2 separate regions of the Mus musculus genome follow, and region 2 is linked to region 1. The links are chromatin contacts, called in public Hi-C maps. All regions are on one chromosome and are shown on one strand. The core of a region is the stretch at or near the end of the contact, and the rest is flanking DNA. Distances in the headings are between cores, read along the strand shown.

Region 1 (3,802 bases), core at 440-2,939:
AAGTGTTTCCAGGGAAATGCACTAGTTCAAATGAGCACATCTTTTGAAAAAGAACTGCTTCTTTTCAATCCAGAGCTTATCAAAGGCTTCTTGGTACTGTGGGCTATGAAGAGAGATTAAGTAGGGTTATTTGAAAGGGATCATGGAAAATCTCATTGGAGTTTAAAACTCCAAAGCAAGAAGATTCTTGAGCTGTCGCTGCCTAGCCATTTGCAGCTTAAAATGCTACTGCTTTGGTGAGTTAGCATCTAGAATGCTAGGCATGCCCAGGTTACAAGCAGCCAGGTAGGACCCAGTATTGAGCACTAACTATAGCCTGCCTCAGTCTTTATTGTGGCTAGGAGCTGGTAGAAGCTGTTAGTCAAACTCTGATTTCATACTTTAGATTTCTCAAAAAATACACCAAGATCAAATCAAGGAATCTTAAAGCAAACGACATTAACATCACCATAACCCCGACCCTTGCCTCTAGGGAGGCAGAGGCAAGTGGGTCTCTATGAGGTCAAGGTCAGCTTGATATAGGTTAGCAGAGTTACATGACGGGACCCTGTCTCCGTTTTGTTTTTGTTTTTGTGGTTTTTTTTTTAATGTTTTCCTAAAAAACATACACAGTCTCCTGTTTGAAATGGAAAGTGAAGAAGAGATAGCCAAGGATGGAGGGAGACGGAAGAGAGATGGGGAAGAGGGGAGTGGAGTGAGAAGAGATAGTTCGTTCTAGATGTATACAAATTTAGCATCTCAAATTTTTCTGACTGAAGAGGCCAATAAGCAAGGAGATGATAGTAGTGAGATTTGAAAGAAACTAAATTCCTAAGATAATCCTGCTCCTTCTTAAATTTCCTAGGGGCTTCCCCTCTAAACACGAAGGATGAAAGCCACGTGAGATACTCTGGGCCAAGTCGCGGCTACCTGTGTCCAGAAAAGGACTAGAATGAAACAAGAATGCGACTACAATCTCCTTGTGAGTCCAGGCGACAGCCTTCTCTGCACCCAAGAATCCCAGGAGAAAGTGGTTCGCTTTCTCACAGCCAGTGAGAGCCAGCGAAGTTATCTAGAAGTTACAGGTAGAGTGGGGACGACTCCAACAGAAACAACAGCAAAAGAAAAAAAAAAAAAAAAAAAAGGAAAGAAAGAAAAGAAAACACTTCCATTTCTTTGAAATCAGGTTTCCAAGCCATTAAGCCAAACTTTCCAAGAGTGGAGCGCCCAGGCGATCCGGATCTCCTGCTTGATTGCACTCAAGGGTCCCGGGACTGGAACCGACTGAAAAGTCATTTTCCACTCCCCGAACCTTCACCCCCGAACTCCTCACTGGCTCACTCCACCCTCACCCGTTGCGCGCTGCTCTGATCGCTCACCAGCAATGTCCCAGAGCTGCAAGCGCACCACCGTCTCTGGGTCCCAGTGGAGCACCTTCAGCGCGAAGTCCACACCAATGGTGGCCCGGTAGTGCGAGGAGAAGTTTTGGTGCACATAGCGCTTGATAATGCTGGTCTTGCCCACACCCAGGTCGCCGATCACCAGCAGCTTGTACAGGTGCTCCTTGTGAGGTGTCTGCATCCTGGAGGCCCGCGGGTCTTGCGGAGCCTGGAGCTTGCTCTGGGAAGCACAGCCGGGGCTGGGCACCGACGGAGACCGGAGCTCTATGTGGGCGCTTAGGCTAGGCGTGCTGGCGCAGGATAGGGAGCTGGTGCGGAACTCCTCCCCCGGGTTTAATCCTCCTTCCTACTCTGCGGACTCCAGAGTGGGAGGAGACAAGAGCAACTCCTGGGACTGGAAGCTAAAGGACCCGGGACCCCAGTGCTACTGCCTGTCAAGCTGGTATTTGCACAGTGCTTTACTCCTTTCACAGAGATTTTTCTCTCGCCTCCCGTCCATGACACAAACTTATGTGGATTTTGTTTTCCACGTTCTGCCGGGGAGAGAACTGAGTGTCGAAAAATACCCAGGTCTTCTGAGGCTATTAAGCCCTGTTGCCACCCACACAGTGTTGTAAAGTTGGGGAGACCTTGAGAAACAGCAAAGCAGTAGACTTAGGTCTTCTCTGGCCCTTAGAGTTGAAAGAATTTAGGCAAACCCTTTAATCTCCTTTTGCCTGGGCTTCTATAAAGTGGTAATGCTATCTCTTAGCGCCTATTCAACTGTTAATGACCTAAAGTAGAGGCCACCTGAGAGGAAATGCTAAGGGCTTACTTTTCTTTCAGCCTCCACTCCTATCCTAAATTCTCCAAGCTGAACAACACACAAGTGGTCTTATCATTGTAAGTAGCGGCAGATGTTTATAAATCTTCTCATACACACCATTTAGTCATCCTGGAAGTCTTAAAAGTATCATTATTTTTCCTTTTACAAGTGAGGAGTCCCACTTTAGAAATGTAAAGAAAACGCCTATTTCAAATCCAGGTCTTCTTCGGTTTCAACGCCTTCTTTCTTTCTTTCTTCCTTTCTTTCTTTCTTTCTTTCTTTCTTTTTCTTTTTCTTTTTCTTTTTTTTTTTTGGGGGGGGGAGGGAAGCCATGGTTTTATTTTTATTATTGATTGATTGATTGATTGTGGTTTTTTTTTTATTAGGTATTTTCCTCGTTTACATTTCCACTGCTATCCCAAAAGTCCCCCATACCCCCCCCCCCAATCCCCTACCCACCCACTCCCGCTTTTTGGCCCTGGCGTTCCCCTGTACTGGGGCATATAAAGTTTGCAAGTCCAAAGGGCCTCTCTTTCCAGTGATGGCTGACTAGGCCATCTTTTGATACATATGCAGCTAGAGACAAGAGCTCCAGGGTTCTGGTTAGTTCATATTGTTGTTCCACATATAGGGTTTCAGTTCTCTTTAGCTCCTTGGGTACTTTCTCTAGCTCCTCCATTGGGGGCCGTGTGACCCATCCAATAGCTGACTGTGAACATCCACTTCTGCGTTTGCTAGGCCCCTGCATAGTTTCACAAGAGACAGCCATATCTGGGTCCTTATAGCAAAATCTTGCTAGTGTATGCAATGGTGTCAGCGTTTGGAAGTTGATTATGGGATGGATCCCTGGATATGGCAATCACTAGATGGTCCATCCTTTCGTCACAGCTCCAAATTTTGTCTCTGTAACTCCTTCCATGGGTGTTTTGTTCCCATTTCTAGGAAGGGGCAAAGTGTCCACACTTTGGTCTTCGTTCTTCTTGAGTTTCATGCGTTTAGCAAATTGTATCTTATATCTTGTGTATCCTAAGTTTCTGGGCTAATATCCACTTATCAGTGAGTACATATTGTACTAGTTCCTTTGTGATTGGGTTACCTCACTCAGGATGATGCCCTCCAGGTCCATCCATTTGCCTAGGAATTTCATAAATTCATTCTTTTTAATAGCTGAGTAGTAGTCCATTGTGTAAATGTACCACATTTTGTGTATCCATTCCTCTGTTGAGGGGCATCTTATTCATTCACTTAACCATTTGTTCATAGGTATCTGCCCTTTGCAGATACCCGTGTGCTTGTGGGAATAAACAAATAATCAGAGAGCCACGGCTAGATAAATGCACCTGTAAAGTAGGAAAGGGAATATGGAAAGCCTATGTGTGGTTAAGTGTTTATTTAGGGGAGGGGGCAGAGAAAGACTCACTGGGCAGGTGAGTATTCCCTGAGGAACTTAAGGCTGTGAGGGAAGAAGGACCAGGTCTTTGGGATCAGTATTCTACCTTTATCTGGGGTGCTCAGAGAAGAAATAACACTCGGTCCATGCAGTGTTATTTCATCATTGTATCCCTTTATGAAGTGAGGTATTCTGTGTAATTATGAAGGAAGAAAGCAAGATTGAAAA
Region 2 (3,429 bases), core at 705-3,204, 38 kb before region 1:
TCGCAACCCCCATCCCTACCTCCACCCTACCAGACCTCCTCACTCCCTGAGGTCTCCAGTCTGTTGATGGTTAGGTGCATCTTTTCTGACTAAATCCGTCAATCCTCTGCTGTATATGTGTTAGGGGCTTCATATTAACTGGTGTAGGCTACCTGCTTGGTGTTCCAATATCTGAATGATCTCCAAGGTCCAGGTTAATTGAGACTGCTGGTCCTCCTCACCTTCTACCAGCCTTCCCTAATTCAACAACAGGGGTCAGCAGCTTCAGATATCCTTCTTTTGTTTCTGATATTAGTGAAAATGCTTGCAGGTTTTTCCCATTTAAGATCATATTGGTGATACATCTCCTATATGTAGTCTGTATTATGCTGGAGTATGTTTCTTCTACCACCAGTTTTTGTTGATGTTTGTTTTTTGTTTTATCATGAAGAGATGTTCTCTAGTTCATTCAGGAGCTTATGTCCTCTTTGATTTTTTTAAGCATTCTTATAATTATTTTTTTGGCTTACTCTGGAATTAAATCTAATTCAATCTAAGTGGAATATCTCACCATGACACTATGTATTTGCAACCAAGTCTGGCTTTCATTTTTCCCTCTTTCTTATGCATCTGCAAGATTTAAGCACTTGGGTTTTTGTAGTTGGTTGGGTTTTTTCTTTAAGAAGCATATTCTTTTACTGGAAGTCACTGTAACATTCAAGAGCGTCTAGACTGTGGTAGAGTTGAGGTGTCTTTCTGCTTTACTACATTAGGACTGTGGGTCAGAAGCTAAACCCTCAGTGCACCAGACATGATCTCCAGTAGCATTCTAAGATTAGAACACTAACTGAAACAACCCCAGACAACAGATAAATTCATTGCGACCACTGTCAATTATACATAATTCTACTCTATCAAGCAAAAAAAGAATAAAGGTGCAGGAGAATGTGATATGTACTAAGATACTTATTGTAAGGGTAAGAATGAAAGGAAAATTGGCTGGGTAAGACTAGGGATCAATATTATAGTAATGGTTAAAAATAAAGAAGACCAGGTAAAAGGAAGTTGGGTCAGGATATCATTAGGGCAAGTAGTTTAAAAATTATTAGTGCTATAGATACTTATATAGTAGAAGTGAAAATATGACTGGAAGGATAAAACAAAGAGCAAATGAGATATGAGAAAGAAAGTTACATGTATTGTATGTAAATAACAGAAAGAACACAACAGAATAGGTATAGAATGGAATGGAATAATCACACAATCTAATTGAGCAATTAAAAAATAGAATGAATCAAGGGATGTTTTTTCACTTGCCATGATAAAATATCATGACCAAAACAACTTATATATTTTGACTTATGGTTCTAGATAAGAGTCCATTATGGAAAAGAAACAACTGTAGCAGAAAACTGAGACCTTAAGTATTCAACCTCAGTCATGAAGCAGAGAAAGTAAGTGGAAATAGGGTAAAACTATGAGCTCTGAAAGTCCACCCTAGTGACATACTTCCTCTGTCAGATCCATACACTCCAAACCTCCCTAAACAGCACAACTAACTGGGAGCCAAGAATACAAGTCCTGGAATCTATAGGGAATGTTTCTCATTTAAACAACCACAGTAAATGAAAATTTAAAACAAATAAAAGCCAAAGTGACAGACAAAGCTTCAGTCAATATCCCATCCTTGGTAAGATGAATGTTAGATCCATCTTCTCCATTAGATATTTTCCAGAGCAAATCATAATGATGAGAGACTTGCTATTCATGTATCCAGATGAAACCTGATATACATGATTGGTCAATATTGTTTTATGCTGTATTTCTGCATAGACATCAGGATGGGTGAGTCATTGTTCTGGAGTTTCTCAGACATTTGTATAAAGTGTTGTCACTGGAGTACCTCACCCACTGATGAGCAAGATCTTTACACTTCCCTGAGTGAAACTCAGCACCCATGGCTCTGAAGTAGCTATGCCCTATTTACTTTTTGTCTGGACATGCTCATCTGACTAATGTTTGGATTGCTCCAAAGTTTCACTCAGTACGTCAGTGGCTTGCATGGAATATTCATAAGGTTCTCTGGGCCTCACACTGTTGGTGGGAAGAAGAAGGTTTGAAGATTTAAGGGCATCATGCTGCATCATTGTCTCTCTAACTGCTTTCTTCCAAGCTGAGCAGCTTAATTGAAGAGTTTCTCTTAGGATCTGTTCCTTCCTTACTCCAGTATTATAGGCAGTAATGAGACATGGCTCCCTGTGGGTGGACTGTCACCCAGAATCGCATCCTCTCTACATGTCTTATAGGTCTTTTGTTTTCACATCTACAGAATTTTCCATTTCTCTCTTTTCTGGTAAGTCCAGTTCCCCCTCTTCCCTGCCACTTTGTTTAGTGTTCCAGGTTAGTCTGTGAATTCGCTTATAAAGTACCCATTCAATATTTCTGTATTTTATCAAGTTTCTTCCAGTCTGAAAATTAATGTAATGCTCTGTTGCCATTTCACACTTTTCTTCACTTTTTGGAGTCACAGATCAGATCTTCCCATTCAGCTTTACCACAGCATAGGAAAGTGCTGCCTATGCCTACCTGGCTACCTTTCTTCTCTCTATGACATTCTCATCATTTCAGAATCTATCTGGGCCCAGCAGGCTGAGCCAGACTTTGAGCACTATCCCAGCATGTCAGGTCAGTAAGCTGGCAGCTGAGGTGCTCTGCTACTCCTCACTTATGTCTAATGGGATATTGATTTTTCCCCCAATCCCAGCAGGCTCTCCCAAGAAATCAATATCTTACTCGCAGGGAAGCAGACGGAGATGAAATGGAAGGCCTTGAGATAAGGCTGTCACCAACAAATCAAGAATGCTTAAAAGATGGCAAACAAGACACCATCGGAGAAGGCAAAGCACCACAAAACAGGGGACAAACAAAGTCCATACAGAAAACAATAAAGTAACACAAGGAGGGAGAAGGCAAACAGGTCTTAACAATGAAGTCCTCCTGAAGCAGGGAAAACCCTTGTCATGGCTAGAAAGTAGAGACACTGGTTCTGACAGAGGAGGACAAGCTTTTGTCTACTCTGGTTTGTTTTTGTTTTTGTTGTTAGTTTGTTTTTAAGTCAGAAATTAACAAAGAAAGCATGAAGATGAATCAACAGTAACAAGTTTTAGTCCCAGCTCTGACGCTCACCAGCTTGGTCACTGAGAGTAAAGTACTCATATACTGCTACGCTTTATTTCCCACATTATAAAATTAAGACAAAATACTAATTTTTAAAAAAAAATGCAGCAATTAAGTTATGTATTAACCAGGTTTGGAATGAATAAACACCAACAAGTCGACAAAGAGCATGCACACATTCCAGTTAAGGATGACAGGATAATGAAACGTGTCTGTTTCTTTTCTTTACCAATATTCTGAAGAAATTAACTGCAAGTAATAGAATATATGAAA

What was found. A called contact is a pair of places that touch in the nucleus more often than the background predicts.
Region 2: a Hi-C map of epidermal suprabasal cells shows a contact between it and region 1, with 2.9 times the contacts expected there. The contact joins the enhancer-like site here to the promoter of Rab38 in region 1. A contact is called at or near these places in 1 of 39 promoter capture datasets (the HPC-7 cell line), 5 of 484 Hi-C or Micro-C datasets (the HPC-5 cell line, the HPC-7 cell line, epidermal suprabasal cells and 2 more), 1 of 115 datasets of contacts at active chromatin or transcription factors (embryonic stem cells) and 1 of 9 other capture datasets (adipose tissue).

The regions. Positions count from the first base shown.
Region 1 is chr7:88,428,160-88,431,961 of GRCm38.p6, reverse strand. Rab38 (RAB38, member RAS oncogene family) reads right to left here and starts at 1,689. Exons shown (of 3, transcript NM_028238.7): 1 at 1,359-1,689. The coding sequence starts at 1,560.
Region 2 is chr7:88,467,231-88,470,659 of GRCm38.p6, reverse strand. The region is part of intron 2 of Rab38 (RAB38, member RAS oncogene family); the gene reads right to left. Among named protein-coding and RNA genes, the nearest start is that of Rab38, 39 kb to the right of the region's middle. Within about 2 kb of position 1,954, at least 15 of the 459 cell types and tissues checked have an H3K27ac peak or open chromatin away from gene starts, as enhancers often do. A contact at or near this core is called in epidermal suprabasal cells, where this site is marked.